2 separate regions of the Muntiacus reevesi genome follow, and region 1 is linked to region 2. Evidence: chromatin contacts called from public Hi-C data. All regions are on one chromosome and are shown on one strand. The core of a region is the stretch at or near the end of the contact, and the rest is flanking DNA. Distances in the headings are between cores, read along the strand shown. Region 1 holds the start of MAP1LC3B (microtubule associated protein 1 light chain 3 beta). Region 2 holds the start of MTHFSD (methenyltetrahydrofolate synthetase domain containing).

The links. A called contact is a pair of places that touch in the nucleus more often than the background predicts.
Region 1: a contact with region 2 is called in a Hi-C map of muscle, with 8 times the contacts expected there. The contact joins the promoter of MAP1LC3B here to the promoter of MTHFSD in region 2. A contact is called at or near these places in 2 of 3 Hi-C or Micro-C datasets (blood and muscle).

Annotation. Positions count from the first base shown.
Region 1 is chr2:226,351,731-226,356,389 of mMunRee1.1, reverse strand. It overlaps MAP1LC3B (microtubule associated protein 1 light chain 3 beta), which reads right to left and starts at 2,018. Exons shown (of 4, transcript XM_065925164.1): 1 at 1,860-2,018. The coding sequence starts at 1,899.
Region 2 is chr2:225,773,761-225,778,651 of mMunRee1.1, reverse strand. It overlaps MTHFSD (methenyltetrahydrofolate synthetase domain containing), which reads left to right and starts at 2,996. Exons shown (of 8, transcript XM_065925155.1): 1 at 2,996-3,152.

The DNA.
Region 1 (4,659 bases), core at 769-3,268, 580 kb before region 2:
AAAAAAGGAGTGGTAGTAAATAAAGGTGAAGAAAGAGGAAAGCCCACAAATATAGTATATGCAACATACACAAATGGAGAAAAACTAAGGCATTCCTGCTAGTTTGCCCTCAGGGCCACAGGCACCAGGTATATTCCTTCTAATTCATTATTTTATTGTCATTTATTTTCACTTTTTCTCATTATTCCTCACTTTCCCTACTCTTACTACCTATTCTTCTTCGGGGATTTTTCTTTCTTTCTTTCTTTTTTATGATAGGAAATAAGTTTCTATGTATGCAGCACTAAGTGCTTTGAAATTATTTGTAAAGACAGTGAGAAATACTTAAGAGTCTGATCCCAAAGAATTTCATAATTAGATGGATTAGAGAGAATGAGATTGAGGACCATAGCATTAATCCAAGAAGAGAAATCACAAGGGCAGTGTCAGAGATCTGAAGAAGATACATATATTTTTTCCATTTATTTTTATTAGTTGGAGGCTAATTACTTTACATTCAGGGATTTTTCTAGAAAACCTAAAAGTACTCTAAGCAAAAAGAAAGTTAACTATAGTATTGGGTCCTGAGAAAATGGGCATCTTTCCCATACAAACGTCCCCAGTTAACTTTTAATGCCAGTCAGTAAGGAGAGTAGCCAGGTACAATGGCCAATCTGCTCCAAATACTGCTCCCAGGGCTGCACAAAAACTAATATTCACGAATATTTTAGTTCACAAAGGTCTATATATACAAAATTTCTTAAAAAAAAAAAAAAGAAAAAAGACACCTCTAAGTCTTGCAAACCAGCCAACTGCTTCAAGAGGCTGAAAAAGATATCCTCTTCAGATCAACATGAATTTCATTTTTTGGAGTTTCTCAGGCACAGGAAATAATTATCGATAATGAGATCTACAAAACCATATCCAGGTTCAAATGAATGCTTGCCTTTTTTCCAGACTCCGGGAAACTAGACCAAAGTAGACAGCAGAGATACTGCTGAAGATCGTAAAGAAGATTAGGACTGGAAGGAACGCTGGTCCCGCCCTACTCCACCTGGCCTGAGATAAACAAACAAGCCCTACACAAGGATCTACAAGGAGGCCACGCTGTTATTGCAGCACTGTCTTGCTTTAAAAGGAGCACCAATCACTTCCTTCCCATCGGTTTCGTGCAAGTATTGTGATGGTGTTACTTTCTGTTTCCACCAAACACTAGCATGCTAAGTAGGGACTCCAGCCCGAACTGGGAGAGAACGGATTTGCCGCTGGTGTCAAAGAATGCTGTCGCTAGCCAGTGAGAAGAGCCACCCACCCTCGCGCTTGTACCACAAATAGGACCAAGACGTCGCAGCCACGCAGGGCTGCAGGGGAAGGGGCGGGCGTGAGGACCCCTCTCCGTGGAGGTCCTGACATCTGAAGGGACCATGTGTGACCTAGACGTGCACCCACGGTGCCACCACCTCTGAGAACCCGGCCCGGCCCCGGGTCAGACTCCCCTACAAGGACAGCACGCTTGCGCTCGTCTCGTCGGAGGGCCCGAACACCCCGGGGCTGGGCGCTGACGGCCCCGAGCTCACAGCCCGGCGGCCGCCCGGGCCGAAAGGTGATTCAGCAGCTCCCAGTCAGCGCACCCTCGGCCCCTCGGCCCCTCAGGCCCCCGGGCCCGGCGGCCCTCGGCCCGACAGGCTCCCTGCCTCGACTCCCTCAGCCGCCCGGGCCCGGCCTTCCCGCAGCCCCCACCTCAGCTAGCCTCGGCCCCTCAGCCCCGTAGCCCTCCGCCCACCCGCCCTCTCTGGAGCCCCTTAGCCCGGCTCGGCCCCGCTGCCTCGGCCCCTGAGCCCGCGCCGGCCCTCAGACAGCGTCCGGCCCGCGGCACCCACCGAAGGTTCGGCGCTGTTTGAAGGTTTTCTCGGACGGCATAGCGCTGCAGGCTGGGTGGGGGCGGCGAGTTGGAGGGTCCAGGCGGAGGCGGAGACGGCGACAGCTCCGATGGTGGCGACAGCGACTTCTCTAGTGTCTCCTCAGCCCGCAGCCGCGTCAGGTGACCTGCGCGGCGTCCTGGGAGGCGGGGCCAGGGGCGGGCCGCAGTGGCCGCCATGGCGGGCGTGGCGGAAGCGGGCCGCGCGCAGCGGCCGGGGCGGGCTCGAAGCGCGTGGGTGGTGAGGAGCGCGCCGCGCGCATGCGCAACGGGCCAGGCCAGGGCTCGCGGGAGCGAATGGGCGCGCGGCGACCGGCCACTGCCCGGGGGAGCGCGAGCCGGGAACTTGGCCGTCCCCCGCGGGCATGTGCCCGGCGGACGCGCGCGGTGCTGTTTCCCTGGCTGAGCTGCAGCGGCGCGGCCTCGCTCCTGTTCCCCGTGCCAGTTACGGTGGCCGGCGATGTTTCCACAGGAAAATAAAGGCCTGTTGTGCCCCTGCCTCCTGAGAGCTCACAGCTGGAAGCTGCTGGCTCTTTTCCGTCGGCGGGTTTTTGTGTCTTTGTTTCCGTTGGCTTTCCACGTCAAGGACATCTCAGTTTTCTTTTCTAAGGAAACTGTCAACTGGTAACTTCCAGCACACATTGTCCCAACTGGGAAAAGAGCCAAAATTGCATTATTTCAGGTTATGGTCAGTCGAGTCTGGCTTTGGAGAAAGTCCGTGCCCTGGGCTTGACATCCGGCCTTAGGTGACTTCTGGAGTGGAGGGGGCCCTAGGCATCACCTGCGCTGGCAGGGCGCCGGCCTGTCCGCACCTGGCAGAGTTCACTACCATTCACTGATCTCTGCTCTTCTCTCAAATAGCGAGCCTTACCCATATTCAGTCCTCACAGTCTTTCAATAACTAGCGCAACTACCTTGAATACCTAACCATTTTTCTCAGTCTCAGACTCATTTGTACTATATTTTAGAACTCCAGGTCTTTCCTGAGGAGCAGATGGAAGTGACCTGGTAGAATATAGATCTCTATGAAGCGTTTAGTGAGCAAGTCAGTTATTGCCCACTTCAAACATCTAATAAACAGGTATGTGAATGAACAGTACTTGATTCTTTGACTGTTTTTGCTTTTTAATATTTTTTAATATCTTTTTAATATCTTGGACTTCTCCCCTTTTTTGAGTTTGGAAAAAGCCTTTCTTATAATGTCTGTTGGATAAAGTAATTGGATTGTACTAATGAACATTTATTATACAAACTTACAGAACCTACTAAAACATAGCTCTCAAAAAGGTTCCAGTGCAGCTGGAATTTCTTCCTTTACAGAGAAGCCAAGTCTGTTGTGTAATTACCCCCCACTGCCAGAACAACCATGTTAGTTGTGGCTCTGTACTGTGTCACTGTTCACAAAAGAACACTGTATTGTGCATATGTTACTTTCCCAGGTTCCCCCTGCCCCTTTCTGTCAGAATTCTTTACCTTGAAAAATCTCTGATGAGGTACAGTTAATAAAGAGGACTCAGGGACTTCCTTGGTGGTCCAGTGGCTAAGACTCCATGCTCTCAATACAGGAGGCCTGGGTTCTATTCCTGGATGGGGAGCAAGATCCCACATGCTGGGATCAAATGTTGCAAGATCATGACTCAAAGATACTGCCCGCTACAACTAAGAAGTGGCATAGCCAAATAAAATTAGCAAATAAATTTTTAAAAAACAAGACTATATAGAATCACATTAAGAAATAAAGAGGACTTAAACATTCTATCTGGTTTCCAAAGGAAGGTTTTAAGTTCCATGAGCATTCTTAGTATTTTTGTATTTATTCTGCAAAGATTGGGATGGGGGGAATTCAGTAAGAGTACCCACCTTCTGCCAAACACAAAATGATCAGTTTCGAAGTCTCCATGAGAGTGTGGACAGTGTATTGCTTTCTTTTCTGGGTTTTTATGATATTGAGTATTGACTGCTGAGTACTTTTTTGGCTTAATTGCTACCTTGTAAGAAATGGACTTTTTGTTCCCTTGCTGGACAACTGCTCCCAGTGCAAGAAGAGTGAAAAAAAAATCGATATCAGGCATATGGAACTGGGGGGAGGGTAAGAAGGGTTTCATATTTTCTAGTCCCTTAGGCATCCATAAAGCTTTACCAAATTACCTCAAGCTTTGGGTTCACTGCCCCAGGGATTACCACAAGGGCTATTACAGTGATGGGACAGGATTACTCTATGATTTTTCAAGTACTGAAGTCCATATTAACAGTGATTGGTATGGTCTTATCTTAAATTCCTACTTGAATTTAAAAGCACACAACCCCATAGGTATCTCAGAAAATCATTTAAAGCAGTTGGTGTGTAAAGTTACCTCATGAGCCTGAAAGAAAAGCATATTGAAATAAATTATATTTAAAGTTGACTAATTTGTTATATGCAAACAAATATCAACTAAGAAGTACTGTAACTTCACATAAATTTTGAAAACAAATGTGCTTGAATGTGAAAAATTTCCTGTGCCCTCAGATTGCAGTTCAATAGACATTCAGTGTAGTAAGTGATACTCTGAGTGGTCAGTTAATATCACTCATGAATTATTTTAAGTTAGTTAATATAGGCATAGCAAGATTTATTTTTAAACAAATAGCAAATATGACTCATCTTTTAAATAATCTACATAATATACAGAAGAACAAATCTGTCATGTGAATTTATTCAGTGCTTTCTCCAGAAAACTCATGGTACTTTTAAACTATCATATAATCATTCTAGAAAGCCA
Region 2 (4,891 bases), core at 1,747-4,246:
CAGCACCTAGAAATGTTTTCCAGGGCAAAAAGTGGGTCACTGCTAGAAACTTTTCCAAACCACCGTTCATAAAAGGTAGCACCATTAACAACAAAATAACAGGGGTAAAGACTATTCTTCACTAAAATAGTAAAGCAACTTGACAACTGAGTGCAGTACTTAATCCTAGATGGAGGAAATTTTAAAAAACACTAATACAGGATAGGGTTGAGAATACCTGGAGAAATTTTAATCTGGCGACATATTCAGTAGTAGTCTTATATCAAGGTTAAAATTCTTGAGTGTGATAATTATATGTGATCAAGTAAGAGCATGTCTTGTTTTTAAAAGATGCATGTCAAAATATTTAGAGCTGACATTAATCATCTCTGCAACTTTTAAAAGATTCAACTAAGAGGGAGGGTGTGTATAGAGAGGAGACGGAAAGAGAAATTTATCTAAAATGAGGCCAATTGCTGGACCCATGGTATGTGGGTATTCATTGTTTATTGATTTTGCAATTTTTCTCTACTTTGAAAATTCTCAAAATTAAAAACAAATGGGAGGAAACCACCTTTGCTATTTTAGAAATTAAAAAGGGATATGACACAGAGCAAACATCTTTCCATGGAAGGAAATTAGGGTTTCCATATTGCGAACACTACCGTGGGGGCCCAGCTGGCCCCAGTGTCTCCTCTCCTTGTGTTCTCCAAGTTTCTGAAAAACAATCTTGAACAACCATGGGTTTTATCACATTAACTTGCGGTTGTTCTGTTTGTTTGTTTGTTTGTTTTTTAAAGCTGACTGTCTAAGGAGCCTTGTTGTTGTTGTTCGGTCACTAAGTGTGTCTGACTTTTTGGCAGCCTATGGACTGTAGCACATCAGGCTTCGCTGTCCTCCACTATCTCCCAGAGTTTGCTCAAATTCATGTCCATTCAGTCAGTGAGGCTTTCTAACTGTCTCATCCTCTGCCGCCCCCTTCTCCTTTTGCCTTCAATCTTTCCCAGCATCCCCAGCATCAGGGTCTTTTCCAATGAGTTGGATCTTTCCATCAGGTGACCAAAGTGTTGGAGCTTCAACTTCAGCATCAGTCATTCCAGTGAATATTCAGGGTTGATTACCTTTAGGATCCACTGATTTGACCTCAAAAATATAGTCATGTCCAACTCTTTTCAACCCCATAGACTGCAACCCACCAGGCTCCTCAAGCCATGAAATTCTCCAGGCAAGAATACTGGAGTGGGTTGCCATTACCTTCTCCAAGGGATCTTCCCGGTCCAGGGATTGAATCTGGATCTCCTGCATTGCAGGCAGATTCTTTAGCATCTGAGTCACCAGGGGAGCCACTAAGGAGCTTATCTATCTTTATAATTCAAGAACTGCCCCAATTAGCACAATCAAAATTGGAGAAATCTAATAGAGTACTGTAGATGTTTCCAAAACAGAGTACTAAAGATATACATATGCTCTTCTTGTTGTTGTTCCATCACTCAGTCATGTCTAACTCTTTGTGACCCCATGGACTGCAGCATACTGGGCTTCCCTGTCCTTCACTGTCTCCCAGTTTGCTCAGAGTCATGTCCATTGAGTCGGTGATGCCATCCAACCATCTTGTCCTCTATCATCTCCTTCTCCTCCTGCCTTCAATCTTTCCAAGCACCAGGGTTTCTTCTTAAAGAGAGCTAAATGCATGCCAGTCCTTTATAGTTGGCCTTTTCCTTGTTGCTGTATAGTTGGTTTGCTTACAGTGTATCAGTCAGTTGACGCTGGTATATGCTGCAGTGATAACCCAAGTCTCACTGACTTCATAATCTTGAGCCAACAGCAGGGTGTCACTCAGGAGCCTGGGTTTTCAAAGGCTGCCTCTCCTGTCACCTCAGCAGGGGCAAGAGAGGGAGATTCTGCCCTGGGAATTAAATGTCCAAATGACACGTCTCTTCCATTTGCAACTCACTGAGTTGATCACACGGCCCCAACACAGCCCAGGGACGGGAAGTTCAGTCTTCCCTGGGCCCAGGCAAATGATGAGCTGACTTTTGTTTAGCAACCTCATGTCTGCTACACAAGTACTACCTCTCCAGGCAGTGGCAACTCTGTCTTGTTTCTCTGCAGCCCTAGTGCCTTGTAGGCTACCTTGGAGCAGGTGGGCAGGAAGTGTTTATTGTATGAATGTATGATTTTTCCAAGACTTTTCTCCCTAATAAATAAAGAGAAAATGTAATGCATGCCCACTATGTACCAAGATGTTCTGCCTGTGACATCTCATTTAATCCTCTTTTGGGGTAGGAGGTACTGTTAATATCACCATTTTAAAGGTGAGGAAATGTAGGTCTAGAGATTTTAAGTAACCCCAAATTTTCAGCCACAAGTGAGGGAATTGGGATCTCTTAACTCATTACTTTGTTGCCTCTTTAAGATTAGGGTTAGTGTCTTGGAAATTAGAGACAACTTAAAAAGTTAAAATACAAACTTCTATGTAAATAGTCTGTGTGGAAACATACATTTATATAATTTCATGACTATATATATACACAGTCAAGAGTGTATGCGTGAAGGCATGACTTCTGAACACATGACTCAATGTCTATGACATTTTAGTTTTTTATACCACCAACTTACAAGCCTGTAATTAACCCTGTGGGGTAAAAGGATTCATTATCAGAGCCCAGAAAAAGCAGACTGCTCCCTGGGAGGTGCAGACAGGGCTTTGATTGTTGGACAGGGCAGGGAAAGAAAGAGGTGAGGAAGCTGTTTTTCACCGAGTCTGCAGACTGTGGGTTGGGTATTCTGAGCTCCAGGAAATACATCAGGCTTAGAATCACCATACTCCCTCAAAGCGACCACTGGGTCTCACAGTGACCATAAGAGAGGGAGATCCTAGGGGCCTACAAAGGACTAAACGAAGCAGAGTGACTCACTCCTCAGGGGGAAGGGAATCTAGCTTCTCGGGACCTAGCTTCTGTTGTTATTAGAATTATTTATTATTCTATTTATTTACTTTTTAGCACTTCTGGAGGTATTTGTGTGAAGATGATGCGGAGAGAAGAGAGGGAGCAGAAAACAGACCGTGCCATTTAACATCTGTAGAGTCTCACAAGAGAGGAACTGAGTCATAGAGGAGCAATCCCGGTCGGCTTCCCGGAGCAGGGGGCCTCTGGGGACTAAAAGTGAAGGTGGGGGTGTTTGAACTGGCAGTGCGCTCGGACAGGCTACGGGTGTTCACCCGGTAGCCCCCTCTTCTGCCCACCCAGCTCCTGGCAAATGCCCGTCAGACCTAGCGCTCAGTGCCAGCCTGATTGAGAATAAACTTTAAATGGCCACACGCACCACCCTCCTCCCGGCGCGCGGAGTCGCACGCGCATGCGTGCAGCGGGGCGTTCCCACCAGGCCTCTGCGGCGAGGCCACCGTGCCCCAACCCACCCCGGTCCAGACCAGTGCGCAGGCGCGGGAAGTGCGCGCGCCGCTGACGTCACTTCGTGCGGGACTCCGCCGAGGGAGGCGTCGCGGACTGACCGCGTCGCAATGGAGCCGAGGGCGGGTGAGGGGCCGTCCCGGTCACCACCTGAGAAACGCGCGGGGGACACAGAGAGGCCTCATGAGAGTCGGGCAGGGAACGCTGAAGGCTACCTGAGAGACGGGCCAGGGAAGGCTGAGGGGCCACCTGAGTGTCGGGCGGGGGACGCGGAGGGGCCGCCTGAGAGACCGACCGGGGGTCGCGGAGGGGCCGCCTGAGAGACGGACCTGGGGTCGCGGAGGGGCAGCCTGAGAGACGAACCGGGGGTCACGGAGGGGTCACGTGAGGGACGGGCAAGGGGTTGCGGAGGAGTCCCCGGGGATTGGGCAGAGAAACTGCCAGAGACAGAAGGGGGAACATGGACGGGCGGGGTCTTCGAAGGTTCTGAGCGGGGTTGGAACGCTGTCGGTGGAGTAGGTAGAAGAAGAAGTGGGACTGCCTTCTGGGTAGGTGGTGGTGTCCGTTTCCGGACCCCTTTCCCCACCGTGAGAGTTGCCTCCTGTGTCGTCTGCCCCAGGCCCTTAGGAGGCTCGCCCCCAGAGCCCCTGAGCTTCGGTGATTGATTGCAGCATTGCCTGGCAAAGATGGTACTGAGGCTCTCGCTGCCCCATGGTCTATTAAAGCCGAGTTCAAGAAAGGTGAATAAATCCCCTCCTCCGTTACTGCCCGGGCAGCATGGAAACAGCACAGGAAACAGGTGCTGGTAGCTCAGTGGAATGGTAACAAAGACCTTTGGAGACGCCTGCCAAGTGCCAGGACTGCGCTCCGGGCTAGAGGTAGAAGGAGGAGGGAGACCCAGGCTGACCTGACGGGCAGTTACAGAACAGGGTTCATGCATTTCTCACATTAATATATGTCACCTTTTATTATCCTAATTATTTCCCATGTTTTGGTAACTTTCCAAGGGCAGGGACCTGCCCTTTTATTCTCTCCCTCCCCTTGCAATTAGCCCACTGCTTTCTAAATGGGAGTCACTCAGATGTGATGATTAATTGACACTGGAGCAAGGGCCACAATTCCTACAATTCCTGGGTCCCACACAGCGTCCTGCACAGTGCTGGGGGATATTGTTAGACCTCTGAGTTGTTAGTGAAAGTAATGTCATAGCTTTTTTAAAAAATTGTATATTTATTTGGCTGTGCTGGGTCTTCGTTGTTTGCAGGGGGTTTTCTCTAGTTGTGGCAAGTAGGGGCTACTCTCTAGATGCAGGACACAGGCTTCTTTTTAAGGCTGCTTTCCTTGTAGCACACAGGCTGCAGAACGTCCAGGCTTCAGTAATTGTGGCTCCCCTGCTCTAGAGCACAGACTCAATAGTTGTGGCTCCTGGACTTAGTTGTCTCTCAGCATGTGGGATCTTCATGGACCAGGAATTGAACCTGTGTCTCCTGCATTGGCAG